Linked DNA regions of Mus musculus: regions 1, 2, 3, 4, 5 and 7 are each linked to region 6. Evidence: chromatin contacts called from public HiChIP or PLAC-seq and promoter capture Hi-C data. All regions are on one chromosome and are shown on one strand. The core of a region is the stretch at or near the end of the contact, and the rest is flanking DNA. Distances in the headings are between cores, read along the strand shown.

Region 1 (3,508 bases), core at 998-3,497, 330 kb after region 6:
TAACTCTGGAGGAAACGGACGGAGCCATCATCAACTGCATGCAGGAGAAAACGGAACGGGGCCACTCACTTCCAGTACCTCCCGTGGCCTCTGCTTTAACACCTTCCGTGTTCTGCAGTCCCCCAGTGCTGCAGCCAGGGTCCTTCTGCCTCTGCAGCCCTCTGTCCTCACACAGTGCTCCTTACATACAACCTCAGTTTCTATGTATCTGAGCAAATGCCTAAGACATTCCCCCTGTAGGACCAGGCACGCCAGCAAACTCCTACACATCCTTCAGAACTTTAGTTGACACATGCACTTCTTTTCATCCTATTTGAAACCTCCTCATATCCCCCCCCCGCCCTTTTTCTTCTTCTACCTTTTTTTTTTTTTTTTTTTTTTTTTGGCTTTTCGAGACAGGGTTTTTCTGTATAGCCCTGTCTGTCCTGGAACTCACTTTGTAGACCAGGCTGGCCTTGAACTCAGAAATCCACCTGCCTCTGCCTCCCAAGTGCTGGGATTAAAGGCGTGCGCCACTTCTCTCTCTCTCTCTCTTTCTCTTTCTTTCTTTCTTTCTTTCTTTCTTTCTTTCTTTCTTTCTTTCTTTCTTCCTTCCTTCCTTCCTTCCTTCCTTCCTTCCTTCCTTTCTTTCTTTCTTTCTTTCTTTCTTTCTTTCTTTCTTTCTTTCATTCTTTCTGAGTCAGGGTCTCACTGTAATTCTGGCTGACCTGCATAAGACTCAAGTGTAGACTCACAGAGATCCTCCTGCCTGAGTGCTGGGCTGAGAGGCTGCCCACCTCCTGCCCTCCCTCCGTGCTGCTCTGAAGATCCTCACCGTCCTGCAGCACACACTCCTTGAGCTTCTCCAAGCCCTCAGCAAAGCGGGCCACATCCGCCAGCAGGGTTGAGATGTCTTCTACGCCATCAGGGAAAGCTCCCTCAGTGGGTAACTCTGCCGGACTGGCCGCAGAAAGGGGGCTTCGGTACCCACGGCCCAGGGTCCAGGTGGCAGTGCCCGAGAGCGGGAAGCCTGCTGCACTGGCATGGCGGCTCAGGCTGGTGGGTCTTTTGAGTGTCCCTGTGCCCTTGGCTACCGTGGACAGGGATGTGGCTGGTGGCTCCAGGCCGGGAGCTTCTGTCCAATCCTTCCTGGGCAGCTCCTAGGTATGCATAGGGAAGAGGAGTCAAGGGGATCCCCCATCCCAGACACTGCCTCAGTTTCCCCAGAAAGTCCTCACAGGGGTCAGAGGTCAGTGGGCAGAGAATTTTAAGCTCCCCCCCCCCCACCTGTTACCCAACATCCTCCTGTCTATAGCTTTCACAAACAACCGTCCCTACCCAAACCACAGCCAGAGGCGGGGCCTGTGGGGCACAGGAGGGAGGGGGCACCCCACTTCCTGGTGGGGGTGGGGAGGACTCTTGTGAGTCTCTAACCCTGTAGCCACCCCAGATACCTCTACGGGTGTCCACTTTCTAAAAACATGGATAACTTCTGTGACCTGAAAAGATCATCAGGCTCCTGTGTCTCAGGACACCCCCAGACCTAGTAGAGGTACCCCTAAACCTCACAAATTCTCAAAAGCTCAGCAGGCAGCAGCAGGTCCTGGAGAAACTTGGAGACCCCCCCAATCTGCTCTGTACACCTGCACCCCAGTTCAACACCAGTTCCCCATTGGCTTTCAGAACCCTAAAATTGCCCAGACCCCATATTACAGTGTAGTCACTAGACTCCAATACCAGTTCTACCCACTACCCACAACCGTCATTGGCACACGACGGGGACATCCCTCATCAAGATGGGTGACTTGGTTGCCACCCAAGGCCATCCCTACCTACCGTAATGCGGCCTCCTAGGTTCAGGCCACTCCTTGTCGCCGGCCATTCTGCCTGGTGTGGACTATAGCTGGCCCGGTTCCCCCAGCGTGGACCCAGCATGGTGTTGTAGTTGCATGCTATGCCCATCAGTGACCACAGGCTGTGGGTGTCATCCTGGGTCCCCACCCGCTCTGTGCCCCACTCACCCCTGAGGAGGACTGCGGGTTGGGGCTCCCCGCGCGGTTCTTTTTGGAAATAGAGGGAGTTTTCATAAGTTCTCGCTTCTTCCGAGAGAACATGGTGGAGTCAGCCCCAGTGGCCCTAGGTGAGGACAGGCGGGCAACGGCAGGGTGGGAGTCTGGGGGTGGTCTCAGTCCTGCAACTCCTGGTGCAGGCTGTCTCTGGACCACATTGCTCAGGGCCACCCCCTCCCCAGCTGTCAGAGCCACACGTGACTGGCTTGGCTCTCATTGGCGCATAAGTCTCCTACACAGGAAAAGGCTCCCCAGCAGAGGGAGGGAGGTGACACCTCAGATCCGCCCCCAGTGTGACTGTCCCAAGTGTCAGCTCTTATAGGACTCTGCACACTGACTCTGACACAGGTTCCCCACAGCAGGCCACCTTCCACTTGCAGCCTGTGTCCTGTGTGGCCACCCGATCCAGGCATTAGCTGACTCTTGCTTGGGACATAACATACAGTCAAGAAAGGCAGTGTCATGTGTATACTGATATGAAAGACCAGAGAGGAGGCTGAGCAACAGGTTCACACACAGATCAAACAGACACCCCCTGAGTCCCTCACCATGCACAGGTGACCCCCCATTCCCTATAATCACCAGCCTTACAGTCTTCTGGGGACCATAGGACCTGAAGGTGCCATGCCTGGGTGGCTTCCATCCAGCAACCCAGGAGCTCCACTGCCCTGCTGGCCTCCACTTAGCTCCCACTCCCACTCTGCCCTCTATATCCCAGCTCTGAGCTTCAGGTCTCAGGATCCCCAGAGGTACTATTTAATAATTTAGACACCATGTCCCTTAACCATCCCAAACTCCACTGACCTCAGGCACACTGGGTGGCTCTCGGGGACACAGCCCAGAAAGGCCGCAGCCTGCAGTACCTAGGCCCGCTCTCCAAGCTCTGGTCCAGCCACAAACCCAGCCGAGGAGCCCCTTAAGGGTCCCGTGCCTCCCACTCATAGTTGGATGGCTGGGGGTGGGCTTGGGAGGTTGTCTCAGGATGAAGACTGGCTGGCTCTGGGGTGGGCTTCTGGTCCGGTCAGGCCAGGAAAGTACCAGGGTCCTCTATACCGTCTGGAACATTCCACAAGCCTGACCTCATCTCTACTTCACGGTCAGAAACACTCACAAGTCCCGCCCTTGGGTGTCAGACCCACATAGGTACATGCAGGTCAGGATACGTGTGACTGGACACCTGGGAAGTGTCCGTGTTGCAGGCAATTCACAGCAGGACACACGCGCATACTGTACATGTGATAGTGTATGGGACTGTACAGAGCTAAGACTCCTAAAACACAAACTCAGCCGTGGCCTCATTCTCATTCTAGTTTCTTTTTATTTCCCCCAGAGCCCAAGGCTTTCTGGGAGCCAGCGTATGGTACAGAGATCCTCTGTCTGAGCTTTGCCACTCAGTCCCAAGGCAGGCATGCTCAGATCATGGTCTCCACAGAGCTGGGGTCTTCCAGGAATCGGCTGAC
Region 2 (3,680 bases), core at 476-2,975, 470 kb after region 6:
CACCCAGGACATTCTTTATTCCTTATTTATATATTTATTTATTTTTGAGACAGAGTCTTACTATGTAGCATTGCTGGTCTTTGGCTGTCCTAGAACTCACTATGTAGCCCAGGCTTGCCTGGAACTTACAGTAATCCTGCCTCATCTCCCAGAGTGCTGGAAAGACAGGCTGGGACCACCACACTCTTTTTGTTTTTGTTTTGTTTTGTTGGGTTTTGTTTTGTTTTGTTGGTTTTTCGAGACAGGGTTTCTCTGTGTAGCCCTGGCTGTCCTGGTTCTCACTCTGTAGACCAGGCTGGCCTCGAACTCAGAAATCCGCCTGCCTCTGCCTCCTGAGTGCTGGGATTAAAGGCGTGCGCCACCACCTTCGGCCCACTGTTTTTGTTTTTATTTCTTTTTTTGTTTTGAGTCACAATCTCAGTCTATAGAGCAGGTTATATCAAAACTCACAGCAATTCTCCTGCCTTACGTGACTGAAAACTGCACACACACCACCAGCTCCTCTTTGCTGCTCCTTTTGTGCTGGGTGTCTCTGTATGGCCATCAGGCCTGGGGAGCTTGCTGTTCCCATGAGGAAACTCAGAAAACATGAGGCTGAGGTAGAGTCTGGGAACACAGCAGTCAGTTTGGGGAAAGCATTGAGACAGTGAGAATAAACCCATAATATTTATACGTGAGCCCTGCGGTGCCTGCGTGCTCGTGTTTATATTTGAGCCCTGCAGTCCTGCGTGCTCATGTTTATACGTGAGCCCTACAGCCTCTGTGTGCTCATGGGTCCTTTCAAAGGCCCTTTTTGGTTTTTTTGAAAGAGGGTGTCACTATGCAGGCTGACCCCATGGAATCCCCCCGCCAGTCTCACAGAAAGAGAGAGGAACACAAGCAGGCTTCTTGGTCCCTGAGACCAACCCTAGCTTGACCTGACCTTTGGGGACAGGGTCTCTCCTTGGCTTGCTGCTTGCTGCTTAGGTGAGATGGTGGCTGGAGAGTCCTGGTGATCCTGCCTTCCTCCTGTACCCAGGGCAGAGGGATTCGAACTCAGGTCCTCACGCCTGCAGCACAAGTGCTTTACAGATTGAGACATCGCTCTGGCCTCCACACCACTCCCTTTTTAATGATTTTAAGACAGAGTCTCACTGTGTAGGCCAGGCTGGGCTGGGACTTACAACAATCCTCCAGACTCAGCCTCTTGAATACTGGGACGTCAGCCGTGTACCACTACACTCAGCTTTCAACAGAGAGTTGCAGGGTCTGTCAGCCTAAGTCCCACTTCCCAGTGGGTCACAAGAGTTTGTTAAGGGCCTGGTATACAGTAGGTGCTCAGCAGATAGTGACTATTCCGATCTAACATCTTAGGGCCTCAGTTTGTCCCATCCAGGATGGGGTGGGGTCAACCAGTGGGTACATTTACAGGACTGCCTCTGTGGAGAGGAAACCCTTGAAAACAGCAAGCACTGCATAAGTGCACATTACAGTCCTTTATCCTCAAGGCATCAACTGCCCAGGGTCAGGAGGGTGAGGTGGCCCTGGTGGTTGGACAGAGGAGAGGTGGGACGGGGACGAGGGGGAGAGAAGGTAGAGGACAGCCCCTCCACCCCTGTGTCTTTGTCTCCTTTTGCTCAGGCGCCCAGGGACCTCACCATGGAAACGGACTCCAGCGAGCCGCGGGCACGGAAGGCGTGGGGGCCGAGGAATCGGCGACCGTGAGACGCAGGGAGGCAACTGGAGGCGCGGGGCGCGGGATCTCGCCTTCCCCACACTGCGCCGCGCGCTCCTAGGTCCCGGAGATCAACCGTGCTCGCGCAAGGCGCACAGAAGGCACGCGCAAGGGGCAGGGACGAGACCCAGATTGCGGTCCCCGCGCAGGGCCAGAGACCCTGAGACCCGCAGAGTGGGAGGCGGAGGCGCCCAAGCCGGGGGCGGGGTTGGGGCGGGGCCGAGCGGGCTGCAGAGCGCGCAGACAAAGAGCTCACGCGCCGCACACCGCGCCCGGGCCTCGCGTCCCTCCCACGCGGGGACCCTGGCTTTGTGTCCGCGCTTTGCAAGGGACTCCGCCCTCCTTGCTCCCTCCAGGTGAACGAGCCGCGTGCGCGCGCGGGGGCTCCGGCCTCTCCCTTCCCCAAGTTCCCCCTCTGCTCCAGCCTCAGTTTCCCCGAGCCCTCTTGGCTAACCCTTATCTCCCCACCTGGAGACTCCATCTGCGCAGCTCCTAGTCTCCAGCCTGCCTTTGTCCCCCTGCAATCTCGGCCTACAGCGCCAACGTCACCATGCTTGCTATGAAGGAGAAGAATAAAACGCCGAAGGACAGCATGACACTCCTGCCTTGCTTTTATTTCGTGGAGGTGAGTGGGGGTCGCGGTGAGAGATCTTCGTGGCAGGGAGCTTCTGAGACCGTCCACTTCATGCTGCAGGAACAGGAACCCGCACCGCGGAACCAGGCCACCTGGAGTTGAGATGGGGATGAGGCTGGTTCCAAAGGCACAGGGTTTTACAGGTCGAGTAGGAGTTGCAAAGCCTCAGAAAGGTCCTTTAGAATGTGGGAACAGATGGGGGAATGCTAGGATGCTGGGCGTTCCTTTAAGGACAGGGTTGAGAAGCTCAATTGGGGGCGGGGGGGTGTGTGCTGGAAATTGGGGCATTGGAGGTGAACAAGCCCCAACTAGTGAGGGTGGGTGGGTGCTGGGTACTTGGCTCTGCAGTACCCGAGGTGCGTCTAAATTCAAGCACTCTTCTAATGGCATGACTGTGTGCCCCACGCCCAATCTCCACCAGAGCTCGTCAACCCCTCGGTGAATCCAGACAGCTGTGGTGGAGAGCTGAAAGCATCTAAAAATAGAAAACAATAAATGCATTCACTTGGTGCATACTAAGTGTGGAGGGTTGCGGTTTCCTTTGAATGGCAGAAGCTGTGAGCCAGGCAGAGTCTCAGAAGCCCCTGATCAGGCTGGAGCCCAGCCTTCTGTCCTCAGCAGGTGACCTGTGTGAGCCACAGAGCATTAGGGGGAATGCTTATGTCCCAACATGACATTTAAGGGTGACTATAGCCCACTCCAAGGCTCTGCCCAGCCCCTCAGACCCACTCTCACCAGAATCCTTTGAAATCTTTCCAGAATTTGCTTTACAGCTATTTTTTTCCTCACTCAATTTAAAATGATTTTCATGTATGTCTTTAGTGCTGGCTACAGAATCCAGGACCTGGAGCTTAGACCTGAGGTCTACACCTGACCACGCCCCCACCCCACTCACTGGGGAATCCTAGGCGGGCCTCCACCCTGACCACACCTCCATCCTTTACTGGTGGATTCTGTGCCCCCAGTTCCTCACTGGGGGATTCTAGGCAGGGGTTTCTACCCTGACCACGCCCCCAGCTCCTCCCTGGGGGATTCTAGGCAGGGGCTCTACTGCTGAGCCAGGTCCTCAACCCCAATCTGAGATTTCACTCTGCAGCCTGGGCTGGATTGGAGTTTGAGATGTATCCAGGTCAGGATCTCAGCAGCTTTCCCGTCTCCGCCTCCCAGGTGTTGGACATGCACACACCACCATGCAGAGCTGAGATCTGAAATCCCTTTTGAATTTGTGTGTAGGTGCTTAGGAGCGCGTCCCCCCCCCCCCCACTGATGCGTATGTTGAGCCAGAATGTAGGAGGAATGATGGGTGTTTTCCTCAATTGCTTTCTTATGGGG
Region 3 (3,203 bases), core at 17-2,516, 480 kb before region 6:
TTCCCTACTGCCACTCTATAGGTGTCTGCACAGCCTATATCCAAAGTTCCTACCACCTATATCGACGCCCTTCCCAAACCAGTCCCCATTCTGAACCCTTCAAGTGATACCCTCCATCCCACCCACTGCAGACTTTTAACTGCCAAGTGGACCAGGGATTAAGGTCACCTCACATCATACTCACCACACCACACCACCTCCATGTCCTCCAACATAGCTCTGTGAGCCCCCAAGCCTGACCACTTCCAAGGTCCTAATTCTGACCCAAATCCCTCCAAAGTATTAGAGCCCTCAACACGCAATCACTAAATCCAACCTAAACCTCATCCCAGCTTCCCCACCTGTGACTTCCTAAACCGACACAAGCTTCTTTCTCAACACCCCAAATCTGATCCCATACTCTCCCACCAAGAAATGAGTCCTCAACATGTACCCAAGAATATAATAGGATTCCTCCCCAACAGCACCCAAAATCCCAGTATTCTGCAAAGAACTCCAAACACCGGGACGAGCCCCACCTCTACATAGCATACGATTTATTACCCAAACGCCCTACAGGTAACCACAAACACTTCGCCACCTGACATTAGAACTAGCTCACATATCCGAGAGGCAGACCCCAAATTCGAGTCTCCAATCTCTTCTCAGATCCCTCCCCAAATCTTAGGCTCAACTCACAACCCCCGAATCCGATTCGAACCCAAAATCGAATCCTACATTTTCGCGAAATGTTCCCGGTCCTCCAATCAAACCAAACCCTATTCCTCAACCTGAGACTCCCTAATTCCACTCGAATCCCAAATCCGAGTCCGCGACCCGCTCCACAGGCCCCGCCCCGCCCCGCCCCGCCCCCTGCGCGATTGTGGCCGCCACAAAGGGGCGGATCTCGCGCTGCCGAGACTTATCTGGCGCCGGAGGCCGACCCCGCTCCGGGCCTGCGCGTCCTGCGCTGCCCTCTGGGGCCTACGCGGACGCTGTTTCTGGAAGGTTCGCGGCGGCGGGGGCAGGGCTCTCACCTCTCGCTGCTGCAGCCGCCGCGGCTGTGCTGACTAAGAAGCGGCATGGTGCGGCTGGCGTGAAGCGTGGCGCTGCGTTTGTCCCCTTCCTTCTCTCTGGCGAAGCAGTGGCTGTTGAGGATCCGCTGCAGGGAGGATTTCACCATCCGGCCGCTGGGGTCCGAAACCAGCAAAAACCTCCGCTGCACTTCCCGCGCCGCCGCCGCTGCTCGCCGTTCGCAAAATGGCGCCGGCGCCGACGCCCACTTTTATATGCGTCGTCACGGCAGGCCACGCCCCCACACGCAGGCGTAAACGCAGCAGTGTGAGGCGACGGAGGAACGGGGTGGGGCCACAGTGGCAGCCCAAGGAAAAACCAAATGCGTCCCACCTACTCCGGCTTCTGATTGGCGAGAGTAAAAAGACAGACAGAAGGTTTCCGTTGATGATTAGTTGGCGATAGGAGAATCCCGGCCCCGCGTGTTTGCGTCACTCTGTGGGAGGGAAGACAGAAAAGCCAGACGCGTCCCGCCCCTACAAGGCTCTGATCGGTCAATGTAGAAAAACGGACGTATTGGCCCCTTTGAGGATTGGTTGGAGTTCTGACAAGCCCGCCCTCGAGGCTTTATGACGTGAGGCGGAGGCGGGGCTTCTGTAGTCGCCTCCAGGACGTAAACCCCCATCTAGCCCAGGCCTCAAGGCTAGGACTCTGCGCCTCCTCTAGTACCTGTGGCCCTTCAGTTTTGTCATCTGTCATCCTTTCCATCTTAACCATTATGGTCCCACTCATGGGACGCCCCGCTCCGGGAAGACTGTCAGGACATAACTGTCAAGGGTACCTGAGGCTGACCTAGGCGGTTTGCTTGGTGCCCATCCCCCACGCGGCAAAATTATTCTAATGACCTTGTAATAATGGGTAATAGATTGGGACTCTTTGTTTTAAAAGCAACTTGCTATTTAAAAGAAAATCTGTCAAAAGTTAAGTATCCCAATCTAGAGAAGTATTTTATGTCAAATTGGAATTTAAACAACTTTTCTCATAGACTCAGCTTGAAGGTTTCCTTCATCCCAACCCCCCCTCCCCCGCCGCCGCCGCTTTTTTGTTGTTGTATTTTGATTTTTGTTTTTTGAGACAGGGTTTCTCTGTTTGCCTGCCTCTGCCTCCCAAGTGCTGGGATCAAAGGCGTGCGCCATCACTGCCCTGCTTACAATTTATTCTTAAAGAATTTCGTATTCTTTTTCTCTTTATGGGTTTTTTGTTGTTGTTGTTTTGTTTTGTTTTGTATGTTTTGTTTTTGAGACAGGGCTTTTCTGTGTAGCCCTGGATGTCCTGGAACTTACTCTATAAACTAAGCTACCCTCAAACTCAGAGATCTGCCTGACTCTGCCAGCTGAGTGTTGGGATTAAAGGCCTGTGGCACCACACCCTGCTCTTTCTCTCTCTCTCTCTCTCTCTCTCTCTCTCTCTCTCTCTCTCTCTCTCTCTCTCTCTCTCTCTCTCTCTCTCTCTCTCAAGATTTACTTATTTTATTTATATGAGTACACTGTTGTTGTTTCTGGTCTTCAGACACAGACCAGAAGAGGGTGTGAGATCCCATTATAGATGGTTGTGAGCCACCACGTGGTTGCTGGAAATTGAACTCAGGACCTTTGGAAGAGCAGTCAGTACTCTTAATCTCTGAGCCATCTCTCCAGCCCCCTCTAATTCTCTTTTTTTGTGAGCAAACTACAGTGTGATACAAAGATCAGAATTCAGTAAAAATCTATCTATGGTTGTGATAAAAGCCACTCAACCTAGCTGAGGCAGGAGGATTGCTGGAAGTTCCAAGTAATCATGGACTGCCAAAAAATCCCTTGTCTTGATAAACAGATGTCCCTGTGGTGGTGGCACAAGTCTTTAATCTCAGCACTCTGGAGACAGGGCACGTGGATCTCTTCTGAGTTCCAGGCCAGTATGGTCTTAGAGGGTAAGTTCTAAGACAGTCAGGGCTTAACAGAGAAACCCTGTCTCAAAAAACAAACACACAAAACAAAACTGGCTGTTTTTCCAAACGATCTAGATTCTATTCCCATCCACATGATGATTCATTACCACCAGGAACTCCAAATCTGAGGGTCAGGAGCCCCTTCAGACATCTGTGGGACCTGTGTTGTTCTGTGCTGTTTTGTTTCTGAGACAAGGTTTCTCTGGCGGTTAATCCTGTGTCT
Region 4 (3,291 bases), core at 745-3,244, 410 kb before region 6:
CAGCGTGGGTGGGCAAGTCTCAGACACATTCTCCCGGGTGAACACTGCAGAGTTGCTGATCATTCCCTGGACTTTCTAGAAAAAGCTGCTAGCAGAGAACACAATGTGACAGCCAAGGAAGTGGGAGGCAAATGACAGAAGGACAGTGGAGGGGAGGCTGAGGTGGCTGAAGTAGGCTGCACCTCGACTGTGACCACAACTCACAGAACTGCCCTGCGAAGGGTGGCTAGTCAGAACAGCCAACTCTGAGAGGGAACGTACTAAAGAGTGTGCTCTTCCAGACAGCCTCACCAGACAACCTCCCGGACTTCCCAACCTCTCAGACTCCACCAACACCAGGGGACAACTTTTCCCATTTCCCACAGTCCTTCCAGTCGTGGTAAGAAGAGGGACAAGCCTCCCCAATTTCTCAGACTCTTTGTAGGCAGACCACCAACCAGGAACCCACACTATAGACCAGGTTGGTCAGGACTCCTCCTGCCTCTGCCAAGTGCCAGGATTAAAAGTGTGTGCCACCATGACCAGCATACACACAAACAGATATTTCAAAATTCCTATTACATTTGTGAGTGGCTGTGTCTGTGCACACAGTGAGGTCAGAGAACTTGTGGAAGTTGGTACTCTCCCTTCTGCCCATGTCCCAAACATGGAACTCAGATTATAAGACTGTTGCTGAGCCATCTTGCTGACCTCAGGAGAGTTGAGTGGACACTTGTGGGAATGTTCAAGGACACACAGGGCTGCCTAATTCGAAGAGGCAGAGGACAGGTGCAAGGGCATCCCAGGACACACATGTTCCCTGGGACCCCAGTGAGGATGTGAACTCAGCAGCACCAGGGAACCCCACTGCTGTATCTTCTACTCAAAGCATACAAAGGGCCACAAGGGGACAGTACACTGACCTCCGCAGGCCCTCCTGGACTTCAGAACCCACTTGCCTCTGGCACTTCCACTTTAAGGGATAACACCTCCAGCTTTGCAGAGTCGCACCAGCTCTACCCACCAGCATGAGAGGACAACCTCCAGACTCCCTAAGTCCCCTCTAGCCATGCCACCAACATTAAGAAACAACTGCTCCAGCATTCCAATGTACCTCCAGGCCAATCCACCAACGTCAAACGACACATGAGGTACAAATTGAGATGACAACCTCTCTAACTTCTCAGGTTCTTTCAGCCGGGCACCCTGACATGAAGAAACAACTATTCGGAGCCCTCCTACCACTCCACGAACGTGGGGGGACAACCCAAACCCAAGGGCCAACCTCCCCCTGACTTCCTAGGGTTCTTTTTAGCACCTGCCCATGAACATCAAAAGGTGACAACGAGAAAGGGCATAGAGGACAATAGGAGAAGGCATCAGGATAAGAAACAGATGACTGGAAGAGGGCACGTGAGGTGACAATTTGAGGTGACAACATGAGGGGTCGCCACGAAAGGCAAGGAATCCCCGACTTCTCAGTCTCTACACCCCTGCCCACAAGGTCGGTCCAGACTCAGGTCCTCAAAGGCTGGAGACGCGGGGCTCCGGGCCGGCGGCGGCGACAACGCGACCGGCCGCGTCAGGGCAACGGCAGGCGCGGGCCGAGAACGGCCAAGGACCCGCCGCCGCCGCCGCTGCCGCCGCGGAGCCCCACGACTCCTACCCCCGCGTTCTCCGCAAGTACACTCACGTAGACCGGCAGCGGCCACGGGTAGACGGCGGGCTCGGCGCCCACAGGCGACTTGAGCCTCAGCTCCAGCTTCTCGCCCATGTCGGCGCGCGCGGCCGCCGCACCATGCTAGGCGGGCGGTTGGGGGAGGGGCGGGGCCACCGGCGGGAAGCCGGGCGGGCGGACACGGGCGGACGCGGGGCGGACGGCTGAGGACAGACGGCCCGGCCTGTGCCTCGGCCGCCGCTCCCGTGTGGCCCCAGCTCCCCTCTTTGTAGGAGTCACAGAGCCGGGGCGTCTAGAGCCGCCGCCATCTTGGGCCGGCGTGAGGAGAAGGCACAATGAGCCGGGGGGTCGGGCGGAACCACTCGGCGAGCGCGCGCGGGGGAGGCCGGGAGCCAAGAGGCGGTGCGCGCCCAGAGCCTCCGCCCGCCGCGCCGCGCGCGCCACCCCTCGCACGCCACGCCCCCTTGGACTCGCCCTCCTCCGACCGACGCACGCACTTACGCACGCAGCGGCGCACGCACGTCCTCGGTTGCCCTCCGACGTCGCCGCCAGCCGGAAGCGGGGACCCGGGGAAACCCTGCGGAGGAAAGCGAGAGAGACCAGGCGGGGTCAAGTTCAAATCCCAGTTGCACAGGCTTGCTTCGCGTCCCTTCGCTTTGCTTTGCTTTTTTCTTTTCTTTCCATTTCCTGTTCTTTTTCTTTCTCTTCCCTTCCCGTCAATTTTCTTTTTCTGTTTTTCTGGCTTTTTCTTTCTTTCTTTTTTTTTTCATTTTTCAATTTTTCCCCTTCTTTAGCTTTTCTATTTTTTCACTTTTCTAGCCTATCTGCTTATTGTTTATTTACATGCTTTTTTTTTTTTTTTTTTTTTTGAGACAGGGTGTCCCTGGCTGTCCAGGAACTCATTCTGTTGACCAGTCTGACCTCGAATTTACCAAAATCCACCTGCCTCTGCCTCCTGAGAGCTGGGATTAAAGATGTGAGCAATAAGTTAATTAATAAATCATCAGTCAAATTGGACCCTATAGGTCGGAGGCTCTCAATTAAGAGTTCAAAGCAATGTTATTCTCTGACCTGCCCAGAACTTTACAGAGTCAGGAGCCAAACTTATTTCCTTCTTAGGCCATTCCAATCCTTCTAATACTTAAGTTCCCTCCCCCCAAAACCTTCTGAGAATAAGTTACCTTGAGGTGAGCTGTCACCAGCTCACCAGCCGCTTCTGGATAGCTGCTTCTTCTTCCTGACTACATGGGAGTGAATGTAATCTAGGGGAGATGGCTCCCACCCCTCATCCTAGCGCTTGCCAGCCCCCAAAAGAAGGATCCGGAGCTAGAAGCCATGCTGAGCTACCAAGTAAATTCCGGGCCAGCCTGGGCAACTCAGTGAGCCCTCGTTCCAAAACTAAATGACGTGGTAAAAGACTCTGTAGCTTGGTGTCTCAGTCAGGGCTTCTATTCCTGCACAAACATCAGGACCAAGAAGCAAGTTGGGGAGGAAAGGGTTTATTCACCTTACACTTCCACATTGCTGTTAATCACCAAAGGATGTCAGGACTGGAACTCAGGCAGGTCAGGAAGCAGGAGCTGATGCAGAGGCCATGGAGGGATGTTCTTTACTGGCTTGCTTCCCCTGGCTTG
Region 5 (3,521 bases), core at 427-2,926, 350 kb before region 6:
CAATTCAGGGAAGAATAGGTTTCATGAAGACCCTTCAGCCAGGATGGCTTGCCCCCTTCCTCCAGCTGAACTTGGAGACCTTTGAAGGGTGTGGGCAAGGTCCTCCTGAGCCTTGGCAAGCTTCAACCCCTCATCATAAGGCACACACAACCTTGGATTCCAGCAGGAACTTACTTGTGCCAGGTGTTTCTACAATGACAGTAGGTTTGGAGTCAGGGGACCAAGTGGCCTCCCTTGGTGTCTCCCTCTCCATGTCCTGGTACCCAATAAGCCCCAGCTCACATGTATTTCAGAAGGCCCTGTACAGCTGACTCCCACTGTGCCGATGACCTGGGGTGGGGGGGGGGAACACAAGACTTGGTGGTGGGGTATCCCCAAGGCCCTGGTCCCCTTCCTTGCCTAGGACCCCAGGGGCAGTGGGATTGCTGCATGAGCCATACTTGCAGTAGTAGCCAAAGCAAATGACGTGGGAGTCCGTGCAGTTGCTGCAGGAGATGGTCTCGTACTGGTAGATACCTGCAATATATGAGAAGCAGCCCCAGACTCCCCTGGGCCCTCCCCAGCCTGGGCCACTGCCACTGTGGCCCTTAGCCTGGACCATGGTTCACTTACCACAGTGACGCTGACAGTCAATGCGGCCTGGGGAGGGGAGGACATAACAGGATAGTGCTTTCTGACAAGGCCCAGAGCTCAACACCTCAGCCCCACTTGTTTTTGTAGCCCAGGATACCCTAGCACAGAGAAGGTAGCCTAGGCTGCCTTGTGATTTGTGGCAATCTTCTTGCCTCGTTCCCTCATTTCTGAGTGCTGGGATTACACGCTTGTGCTACATGAGTTTCATGGATGTAGGAAGGGGTCAGTTGCAGTGAAAGATGGGGATAACCTAAGGGAAGGATGGTTCCATTGTTCCTAGGTGCCACCAGGAGACTAGTTTGACAGAAATAAGGGGGTGATGGGCATGCTAGCAAACATTTATGCAAAAGGGCCTCCTGCAGAGTCACTCCTCCCTGAGCCCTGTTTCCAGTGCCCCTAGCCCTGAAGTGCCAGCGGCCATGATCATCTTCCCCTCTGTGGAGCCCACTGCTCACTCTCTATGATGGCGTTCTGGATGAGGCGCACTTGCTCCCGGAAGATGGCCCGCAGCTCATTGGGGAAATACCCTGATGTGAGAGTCACAGCAGAACGGTCAAGTTCAGGTGCGTAGCAGCTCGCACCGGCCCCACCTGTTTCTCTTTTTACCTGGGAAGTACATCTTCCCCTGGTACAGCTGGTCCATCCTCTGGTACACGGCTTCTGCTACTTGATATAGCTTCTTCCGGGCTAAGGGCAGGAGGAAAAAGCAAGCAAATGAGTGGCCCTGCCCGGTTCCCTGCTGCTCTTCTGACCCTGGAATGGGTTCCGCCGCTCACTGATCTCAGCAGGAATGGCCAGATGGAGCTCCTTCATCGTGTTCTGGATCCAATCGGAGAGCAGCATCCCCGACACAGGAATGTCACCCACCCACCACGACTTGAGGTTCACGTGGTGACGATAGAAGGAGAACTTCTCCGCGAAATTGGGGTCGCACTGCAGGCAGCCCCGGGCCAGCGCCGCTGTCATGCCCAGAAACAACAGCAGGGCCATGGCCTGGCCCAGCCTGCCTTGCCCAAACATCGGCGCCGCCAGCGCCGCACCCTCCAGCCGCGCACCAACCAACGGTGCCTCCCGCGCCACGCCCTGCCACGCCGCACCAACCAACAGCTCGCGCTGTGGACCCTGGCCGCGCCATCCCCTGCCCGGGCCTGATCATGCTTCCAACTCTGGTCCCGCCCCGCTTAGACATGTCCCGCCCACCGGGCCTGATGGCGCAAGCCTTTAATCCCAGCACTTGGGAGGCAGAGGCAGGCGAATTTCTGAGTTCGAGGCCAACCTGGTCTACAAAGTGAGTTCCAGGACAGCCAGGACTACACAGAGAAACCCTGTCTCGAAAAAAAAAAAAAAGACAGCGCCTGCCCACGGATGGCTCCGCCCCTACCTGGCCAGGCCCCGATTAGACTCCTGTCCCAGGCCTGGTTCCGCCTACAGGCCTGGTACCGCCCACGGATGGCTCCACCCCTTTCTAGCCTGTCACCACACCCACCCCACCGCCATCCGGACTTCTGTCCCAGGGCTGGCTCTACTGGATCTCCCCAGGAGAGTGTAACTGAATCTCTCCAGTTACAATTGGCAACTGGTAATGCCAGTCTGTCCCCAGGCTCCACCCCATCCACAGCGCCTTACGCATGCGCTTTGGGCTGGCGCCAGTTCCCGAGCCAGCGAGGGAGGGCTCGTCCCGCCCCTCATCCGCTCCACTACAGCCAATTAGCAGCGCCCGTCCTGGTCTCCAGGGGCGCGGAGTGCCGCCTGCCTTTCACACCGTGATCCTCCGAACTCGGGCGCCACACCTCCATCCGGGCTGCTTCCCTTTAAGGGAAGTAAATCCGGCTGGCGGGCGCGGCCTGGGCGGGGCGTGCGGCGTGTCCCTCCGCGGGCGTGTCCCTCTGCGGGCGCGGCCGGAGACTGGGCGAAGCGAGAGACGGTTCCGGACAGCCAGGTGGGTCCTCCGAGGGCCAAGGCGGGCGGCGGGCAGCGGGACTTCATCCCTCAGGGTGACAGTGTCCAGCGACCGGCCCAGAGTGGGCGCTGGGGACCTGGATCTGTCAAAAGGAGGGAGAAAGGAAGCGTCATGGATCAAAAGCGTGTTTAATATTTGAGGTCCTAGATAGCACAGGCTAGCCTCCAGCGGCTGGATAGGATCCTCCTTCCCATCTCCGCTGACTCATTTGTTTGAAATGATCACGTTTCTGTTAAACTTCATTGAAGGTCTGGGCTCTTGCTCTGGAGTGAAGCATTTGCCTTGTGTGTAGAAAGCCCTGGGTTCTATCCCTACTTCTGCCTCTTCAGCACTCCTCGGCCTCCCCTAAATAAGCCATTGAAAGGCTGGATGGAGAGACTCAAAAACAGATCACAGAAAGTTAACTTTGGCCGCAGTTTCTTTTTCTTTTTTCTTTTCTTTTCTTTTCTTTTCTTTAATTCTTTCCTTTTATATTTAGCCCAGGCTATCCTGGAACTCAGCGAGATCACCCTGCCTGTGCCTCCTGAACGCTGAGATTAAAGGTCTGCGCCAATAACTTTGCCTTTTCTCTTCCCTCCTGCCTCCACCCCTTCCCTAGGCTCCATAGAATAAAGTGCCTACAGTCAAGTAGAGGTTGGCATAGTGTTAAGGCAGGGCAATTATTATTCCAGAGCTCCACGTGTATCCTTGTAACTTTGGTTTCTGATTTGCTACCGTTATGCAGAGTTGGGAGCTCAGGAACTAGGGGTGGGAGTGTCAGGGGACAGTTAGGTAGGACTCTCAGGTCAGCCAGCTCTTCCTTCAGCATGGAGGAAGTGGTTACTAGCTCTGTAAGTGATGGGGCTTCAGAGAGGTGCTAGCTGGAGGCAGCAGGATGCAAAAGAGACCACAGACTTAACCATTGACAAAGGCAGAAGCAGATAACCTG
Region 6 (3,541 bases), core at 850-3,349:
GGATCAGAGCTGTCCCCAGCAGGCTGCACTGTCCTGAGCAAACTTAGGGGAGCTCTGGAGCCCTGGTGCACCCTCTGCTGGACTGAGTCAGAACTGCAGGGAAGTGCCCCACAGTGCCTGCTGTGTGCACACCCTGCAGAGCATACCACCTTCTGTATATGCTCCTGTATGACACAGTGCCCGCTCTATGGCCTCCTTGTAGGCCTCAGCTTTTGACGGGTGCCGGCTTCACTGCGATAGTCTGCTTTAGGAAAACTGGGGAAAGAGCCATGTTCACTGGACACACTCTCTTCAGAGCGTAGTGTCTACTGTAGGCAGTGGCTGCACAGCAAAGTGCCTACTGTATGCTATCCCTGCAAGGGAGAGGGCCTATTGTACATATGCACCTATTGTATATACTGTGAGCTATATGCTCGCTCTGCCAGACACAGTGTTTCCTGCACACTTGTATCATGAAGGACGGGGCACCTAATGTATACTCCCCTTCAGTGCCTACTATGTGCACTACCTGGATAGTATATCTGTTGCATATTTTCTCCTGTAAATCTATGTCTGCTGTATATCCTCCATGCAGAGTGCATGCCTACTGTATACCAGGACAGAGTGCATGCCTACTGTATACCAGAACAGAACTCCTACTGCACGGGCCCCTCTCTCTCCCTAACACGGTCCTCATCTTTGCTTTGCTGAGGTCCCTTCCTTTCACAGCAGGACGTCAGGATTGTCTCTCATTCTCCTGCTGACCCTGGCTAGGCCACCCTTGCCTCTAGCCCCTTTAGTGGTTATATGTTCTGTAGGGGTTCTCCTCACAGCCCATGCCTGGCCTTAGCATCTTTTCTTCAACAGGATGATGGGTGTCAGAAATCGGAGTCATGGCCATGCATGGCCACCTCCCCACACTGGGCTTGGCTGCTGGGCCATAGCTGTGTGCACACAGTGACTTGCATAATAATGTCACGGAGTGGTCACACTCAGAGATGTTTCCAGCGGCTGTCCTGTGCTGAGCCCTGTCCAGAGGACCTCCCTGAGGCAGGTGTATACAGCAGACACTGTCCTCTATGTGTAGTAAATACTGCAGGCAGTCTGCTTTTCAGGGAGTGCATACAGCAGGCACCGTGCCCTGTGAGGAAAGCGGGCCAGAGGTCAGCCAGGTGGGCTTCCTAGAGGAGGCGAGTTCAGCGCCCAGGAATAGCATGGTCCACACAGCACTGATCATCGCAGTGCGGCGTCCTTCTGCCCGGCTGCCGGGAGGCTACACGAAGGCGATGGGGTCAGGGGGTCCACAAGAGGCTGGCAGAGTGCCGGGAATGGGAAACTGAGGCGGAGGGCTTGAGGCCAAAACCAGTGGAGAGAAGCAGCACTGGCGTCCAGGCCTAGAGGGCGGGACCGGGTGGAGCATTGGTGACGGCAGCGCCTGGGAATGTGGGGCAGGGAGGGTCCCTCCGCCCCCAGCGGGCGCGCGGGGCCTCGTGAGGGGATGCTTGGGACTCGAGTGAGGAGTCGGGGGGCGGGGGGGGTGGAGATGCGAACCAAGGCAGGAAGGTCTAACTGGGGAATGATGTGGACCAGCGTGGAGAGGTCTAATTGGGGGTAACAGGGACGGGGTGGGAAGTCCCAGTTGCAGGGATGATGGAGACCTGGGTTGGGGTCCCAGGGATTGTTGGGACAGAGCTAGGAGCCTGGCCTGAGTGGGTGATGGGGATGAGGAGAGGAAATCTGGCGTATCTGGCTGCGGGGTGCTACGGAGCAGGACGGGGTACTGAGAGTGAGAGGGCGCCCTGGCATGGACTATCCCACCCCAAGCCCCAGCGCTAGGCACATTCCCTGGCCCTGAGCGCGGCGCCCGGAATAGCAGTCCAGTCACCCCCGCGCACCGCCCCGCAGCTGCACTTCCCAAGGTCACTGGCACCCAGGATATCAGGACCAACGCTGGGCCGCTGAGCTGCGCTGTCAGACACAGTAGGTCAGCCCCCTGCCGCAGGTCCGGGCCCAACGCGTGCGCCCTCTCCTGCCGCACGAGGGCGCCCTTGGCCTGCGCCCTCGGTGACCCCAGCCTGGGCGCGCCTAGGAGGCCCGGGTGGGAGGGATCGACCGAGTTCGCAGTCCCGCACTTTGGGGCCCCGCCGCTTCCGCCAGTCCCCGGGGCGTCCCGGGGAAACTTGGACGTATTGCCTTGGGCTCTCAGCAGATGGTAAGTCCCTCTTCCCATCCTGCCACTATTCCACCCGGTGTGGCGGCGGGGATGAGATTGGTTTCTTTCCCTGCTCGGAGCGAAAGCAGCAATCCCTAGGATGGTGGGTGAGTTTGGGGGTCGCACTTCCTACGGGATGGGACTGAAACTCAGGAGACCGACACCCCAGTGACTGGTGCACCAATGCGGGAGAGGGATGCAGTGCTAGATGCGGTGCTCGGGAGAGGGCATTGACAGACATGGGTAGGAGCCCCCCTCACGAAGGGGGTTATGAGATGGCCTTCCCCAGCCTCCTTCTTCCTTCCTTCCCGGGACAGCCCAGTTTCTGGGCCCGCAGAAGGAAGGGTCCGGCGAGTGTCTTGAAGCAGTTCCCGTGAGTTTCCAATTTACAGCCATCTCGGTCCCAAGGTGTCCTAAAGGACATCAGATTGGCTGACAACCGGAGAGACCCTGGTTCCAGCCGGGCCGGGGTACTTTTGTCCTCCTTACCCCTTTTTCAGGTACCTGGACCCTGTGGGCTGCAGATCTTTGAGAGCCCGTGTGCCCTTCAGAGAGCCTGGCCCGGGCCCAGAAGGGACTCACTTCATCTTGGTTCCCTTCCCTCCTGGCTGGTCTTGCCAGGCTGGGATCACGAGGAGGAGGGCGTCGGCTGAGAATGACTTCATCCGGTCTCTACAGTTGGGGAAACTGAGACCTCCACTCAGCCCCACCCTGCTCTTCTTGTCCGCAGATCCTCTAGGCACCGCAGCCCGCAGCTCTGGCAGATGAGACCATGACCCACGTGTTGGCAGGAGGCCAGGTCAGCCGCCCAGCGCCTGCCACGGGGTGGGGTTGGGGGTGGGGAGGAGGTCCCTTAGGCTATGGGGTACCTGGGAGCACAGCGGTCCCCAGAGGCTGGGGGGCAGCTGGGAGGGGGACATCCATTCCACCCTGAGTTTCTGGATGAGCCTCCATTAATTATCCCTCTACAGGCTCTCAGAGACTCAGGGATGGGGTTCCGCGGGTTTTCACTGCACAGATGGGGAAACCGAGGCCTGGAGAAATGGAATGGTTGGTTCCTGGCCACCCAGGAAGGTAGATGAAAGGGGTGACTAAACTTGCAGCCACCTAAAAACTGTCCTTAAAGGATTCCTTGTGCATTATAAAAGAACACACTGGGGCTGGTGAGATGGCTCAGTGGGTAAGAGCACCCGACTGCTCTTCCAAAGGTCCTGAGTTCAAATCCCAGCAACCACATGGTGGCTCACAACCATCCGTAATGGGATCTGACTCCCTCTTCTGGAGTGTCTGAAGACAGCTACAGTGTACTTACATATAATAAATAAATAAAAATCTTTAAAAAAAAACAAA
Region 7 (3,416 bases), core at 285-2,784, 390 kb after region 6:
GTATTTTGCCTGCGTGCCTGTATGTGCATGCAGTGGGCAGTCTGGTGCCTACTGAGATCAAAAGAGGTGTCAAGTTCTCTAGAACTGAAGTTATGGATGGCTGTGAGCCATTCTGTGGGTGCTGGGAATTGAACCCAGGTCCTCTGCAAGAGCAACAAGTGTAGTCAATCACGGGAGCATTTCTCTTTGCTGCTGACTATGGATGTTAACTGACTTTCTGCTTCCTGCGCTGACTTCCCTCATATAAACCACAAGTGTAAATAAATGCTTTCCTCCTCCTCTGCACTGCTTCTGGTTCCTGCCTCCTCCTCCTCTGTACTAATTCTGGTCACTGCCCTTTTCTAAGTTTCTTTCCTGGTTGCTCACGACAGCACTAGAGCCACCAGCAGGTTGAACACTGTCCTGTATCTCAGTCACAAATGAGGACCCTATAGACATGGCCACATTTTTGTTTTCAGAAGTCATGGGTAAGATCTCCAAGACCACCTGCCTACCTCAGGTAAAACTGGACACCAACCAGTTTTACTCTCTAGCATTCCCAAGTGACACATACGTGTGACAAGCTGTTCTCACCTCCCACAGGTAGATGCTCTCTGCAATTCCTGCCAGGACATACAAGCCATTAGGTGCTGTGGTCAGACAGGTGACAGGCCCAGGACACATGATTTTCTGTTGGAGCTGATCCTAGGGACACAGGATACAAGACAAACTATGTGAGTATCAGAACGGAGGCAATGGAAGGTTAAAGTTTTTAGTACAGAGAGCAAGAGTAAGGGGGTTGGGGAGACAGACTGCTCAAGTGAGGGGTTGTCGGTGCGGCTCAGGGTTAGAACCACTGCCTAGAACCTCCCAGTGAAGGGCAGGGTCAGGGCTCAGCAGTAGGGATCCCAGCGGACAAGAAGGAAGCTCTGTGTTCCAGAAACATCAGAACCAGTAACCCCAGGCCTCAGTCAGTCCTGACTATGAAGATCTGCGACTCTTTACGAGGGTAACAAAAGGACGGGCCGTCGGTCTCTGTCTTCCTGCGGCTCCTCAAGATCTCTGATCTGCCATGCTGTCCAAAAGCATGACCTCTAACGGACCCCATTTTCCCTTCTGCATCAAAATTGGCGTCCCTAACACTACAAGCGTGCAAAAGCGGATTCGCCATCGATCTTCATCTGAGCACGCGTGCGTTGGCGCCATCTCCCTAGGAGAAAACCCCTCGGCCTCCGAGTACGCCCTGTCACGCAGCCACCCCAGGGTCGCCGGGACCCCAACCCTGGCGGCGCCCCAGGACTCTCGGCTGCCCCGCGGACGCTGAGGCCCCACACCTTACGCTGCAGCTCCCAGGCGCAGATGTAGTTCTTGCCCTGCTGCGCCGCCAGCAGGTACTCGCCATTGAGTAGCGCCAGGCCTCGCGGCCCCGCTTGGCCGCCTCGGTAGGTGAGCAGGTTGGCGCCCGAATGAAGCTCCCACACCACGCAGCTCCAGAGCTGTGCCGCGGCGTCAGTACACACCACCACTTCCATGGGCGCCGCCATCTTGCTCTGCCAGTCCCGCCCCTGAATCCCATCATCCTTAGAGAGACTGTTAAGATGGCTCCTGGCCGACTAGAACGGCCATAGCGCCTCCTAGAGGCCAAACTGGAAAGTCTACGCATGCGCGGTAGCTTCACCAAGCCGAGGAGGCTGTTGATTGCCTGGTGCTTTACGGGTTCCAGGAGCCCTAACGTGCGCATGCGTAAAAAGTTCGCGGCTCTGGGGCGGAGCTAGCAGCAGGTGAGAGGGCGTAGCCAGACGACCTGCACATGCGTACAAGCCAGTGCGCGAAAGGCGTAATGCTAGACCCAGCCAAGCAGGTTAAAGAACACCAGGAGCTTCTTCGGGGGCGGGGCGGGGCGGGGCGGGGCGGGGCGGGGCAAAACAAAACAAAACAAAACAAAACAAAACAAAACAAAACAAAACAAAACAAAACAAAACAAAACAAAACAAAACAAAACAAAACAAAACAAAACAAAACAAAACAAAACAAAACAAAACAAAACTGGATTCCTGCACATGCGTAGAAGACTGGGGAGTCCCTGGCCGGTCAGCACTGTATTACCTCTGTGTAGTGGAAGGTATTTTTGCTACCTGTTTGCTGGGTTTGTCTTTTTTTTTTCTTTCTTTTGTTTTCTTTTTCTTTCTTTCCTTCTTTTTTTCTTTCTTTCCTTCTTTCTTTTCGAGACAGTGTCTCTTTATGTGCTGGGTGGCCTTGAGCCTCCACCACCGGTGACCGGTTTATTTACTTTCTTTTCTTCTTCTTCTTTTCTTCTTCTTCTTCTTCTTCTTTTCTTCTTCTTTCTTCTTCTTCTTCTTCTTCTTCTTCTTCTTCTTCTTCTTCTTCTTCTTCTTCTTTTCTTCTTCTTCTTCTTCTCCTCCTCCTCCTCCTCCTCCTCCTCCTCCTCCTCCTCCTCCTCCTCCTTCTTCTTCTTCTTCTTCTTCAGATATTTACTTTATTTACATTTCAAATATTGTCCCCTTTCCTGGCTTTCCCTCTGAAACCGGTTTACTTTTTTTTTTTTAAAGATTTATTTATTTATTATATGTAAGTACACTGTAGCTGTTTTCAGACACTCCAGAAGAGGGAGTCAGATTTTGTTACAGATGGTTGTGAGCCACTATATGGTTGCTGGGATTTGAACTCCAGACCTTTGGAAGAGCCGTCGGGTGCTCTTACCCACTGAGCCATCTCACCAGCCCCCGGTTTACTTTTTAAACCTTGTTTTATAGCAAAAATATAAACCACTGATCTTTATACTTTATTTAGACCAAATGAAGTTAGTGACTTACTGCATGTAAAATCAGGCTACATACTCATCAAGGATAATATGTCTGGCTGAGGTGAATTGGTGATTAAACTCTTACCAATCGACCCACGCCCTTTATGGATTTGCCGCTTCTTTGCCCTTTCCTCTTTTGAGCCATAAATTTCAAATTTGTATTCGGTTCACTCCGTGTAGACCCAAAAGGTCAATCTCTAGCCAAGCAACCTTTAGCCTCGGGTCACAGCTGCTGGTCATAGGCCAGGTCTAAAACCAAGTGTCCCCTCCCTCCCTCCCTCCCTCCCTCCCTCCCTCCCTCCCTCCATGTGCTGTTAGTAAAGGAGATTGCAAGCAATTGTGGAATCGCAGCTGGGAATGTGGCTGCCAGAGCGCTGCGCCTGCCGTGGCAGCAGAGCTGGACGCACGGTGGGATGGTGAGCTGGGTCTAAGAGCAGCTATTGGGCCTGTGAAGGGAGCAAGGTTGCATGCTGGGTGCAAGCATTGGACTCAGCGACCCTGCGACCTCAGGCCAGAAAGAGAGGAAACGAGTCCGAGTGAGGCGTGTCACCCAATGTGGCCCCAAGATGGCAGGCTCGAGCTGCGGGGGAACAGGGAGGACACGGTAGGTGGT

What was found. Promoter capture Hi-C pulls out the DNA fragments that hold promoters and counts their contacts. HiChIP or PLAC-seq counts read pairs in DNA pulled down with a chosen protein or histone mark.
Region 1: a contact with region 6 is called in an HNF4G HiChIP or PLAC-seq map of pancreatic cancer cells. The contact joins the promoter of Arhgap45 here to the promoter of Adamtsl5 in region 6. A contact is called at or near these places in 1 of 39 promoter capture datasets (pre-B cells), 1 of 484 Hi-C or Micro-C datasets (embryonic stem cells), 1 of 115 datasets of contacts at active chromatin or transcription factors (pancreatic cancer cells) and 1 of 9 other capture datasets (pancreatic islet).
Region 2: a contact with region 6 is called in a promoter capture Hi-C map of embryonic stem cells, with 2.5 times the contacts expected there. The contact joins the promoter of Plppr3 here to the promoter of Adamtsl5 in region 6. A contact is called at or near these places in 1 of 39 promoter capture datasets (embryonic stem cells), 1 of 15 datasets of contacts at CTCF or cohesin (embryonic stem cells) and 2 of 115 datasets of contacts at active chromatin or transcription factors (bone marrow-derived macrophages and pancreatic cancer cells).
Region 3: an H3K4me3 HiChIP or PLAC-seq map of pro-B cells shows a contact between it and region 6, with 3 times the contacts expected there. The contact joins the promoter of Oaz1 here to the promoter of Adamtsl5 in region 6. A contact is called at or near these places in 1 of 115 datasets of contacts at active chromatin or transcription factors (pro-B cells) and 1 of 9 other capture datasets (liver).
Region 4: a contact with region 6 is called in an HNF4G HiChIP or PLAC-seq map of pancreatic cancer cells. The contact joins the promoter of Dot1l here to the promoter of Adamtsl5 in region 6. A contact is called at or near these places in 2 of 39 promoter capture datasets (liver and pre-B cells) and 1 of 115 datasets of contacts at active chromatin or transcription factors (pancreatic cancer cells).
Region 5: a contact with region 6 is called in a FOXA1 HiChIP or PLAC-seq map of pancreatic cancer cells. The contact joins the promoter of Izumo4 here to the promoter of Adamtsl5 in region 6. A contact is called at or near these places in 2 of 39 promoter capture datasets (the SN4741 cell line and liver), 3 of 115 datasets of contacts at active chromatin or transcription factors (Th17 cells, microglia and pancreatic cancer cells) and 2 of 9 other capture datasets (adipose tissue and liver).
Region 7: an HNF4G HiChIP or PLAC-seq map of pancreatic cancer cells shows a contact between it and region 6. The contact joins the promoter of Wdr18 here to the promoter of Adamtsl5 in region 6. A contact is called at or near these places in 2 of 39 promoter capture datasets (embryonic stem cells and pre-B cells), 1 of 115 datasets of contacts at active chromatin or transcription factors (pancreatic cancer cells) and 1 of 9 other capture datasets (liver).

Annotation. Positions count from the first base shown.
Region 1 is chr10:80,015,411-80,018,918 of GRCm38.p6, reverse strand. It overlaps Arhgap45 (Rho GTPase activating protein 45), which reads right to left and starts at 2,247. Exons shown (of 23, transcript NM_001142701.1): 1 at 2,001-2,247; 2 at 815-1,139. The coding sequence starts at 2,093. It overlaps Abca7 (ATP-binding cassette, sub-family A (ABC1), member 7), which reads right to left. Exons shown (of 47, transcript NM_001347081.2): 47 at 3,347-3,508. The coding sequence ends at 3,461.
Region 2 is chr10:79,872,679-79,876,358 of GRCm38.p6, reverse strand. Plppr3 (phospholipid phosphatase related 3) reads left to right here and starts at 1,725. Exons shown (of 7, transcript NM_181681.2): 1 at 1,725-2,339. The coding sequence starts at 2,265.
Region 3 is chr10:80,824,719-80,827,921 of GRCm38.p6, reverse strand. Oaz1 (ornithine decarboxylase antizyme 1) reads right to left here and starts at 1,266. Exons shown (of 5, transcript NM_008753.4): 1 at 1,017-1,266. The coding sequence starts at 1,162.
Region 4 is chr10:80,753,906-80,757,196 of GRCm38.p6, reverse strand. It overlaps Dot1l (DOT1-like, histone H3 methyltransferase (S. cerevisiae)), which reads right to left and starts at 1,994. Exons shown (of 28, transcript NM_199322.2): 1 at 1,673-1,994. The coding sequence starts at 1,753.
Region 5 is chr10:80,700,848-80,704,368 of GRCm38.p6, reverse strand. Izumo4 (IZUMO family member 4) reads right to left here and starts at 1,676. Exons shown (of 10, transcript NM_027829.3): 1 at 1,410-1,676; 2 at 1,240-1,320; 3 at 1,089-1,160; 4 at 613-639; 5 at 441-516; 6 at 283-330; 7 at 175-189. The coding sequence starts at 1,653. It overlaps Mob3a (MOB kinase activator 3A), which reads left to right and starts at 2,549. Exons shown (of 4, transcript NM_172457.2): 1 at 2,549-2,572.
Region 6 is chr10:80,347,006-80,350,546 of GRCm38.p6, reverse strand. It overlaps Adamtsl5 (ADAMTS-like 5), which reads left to right and starts at 2,099. Exons shown (of 13, transcript NM_001285435.1): 1 at 2,099-2,191; 2 at 2,922-2,990.
Region 7 is chr10:79,958,270-79,961,685 of GRCm38.p6, reverse strand. It overlaps Wdr18 (WD repeat domain 18), which reads right to left and starts at 1,534. Exons shown (of 10, transcript NM_175450.4): 1 at 1,314-1,534; 2 at 574-684. The coding sequence starts at 1,523.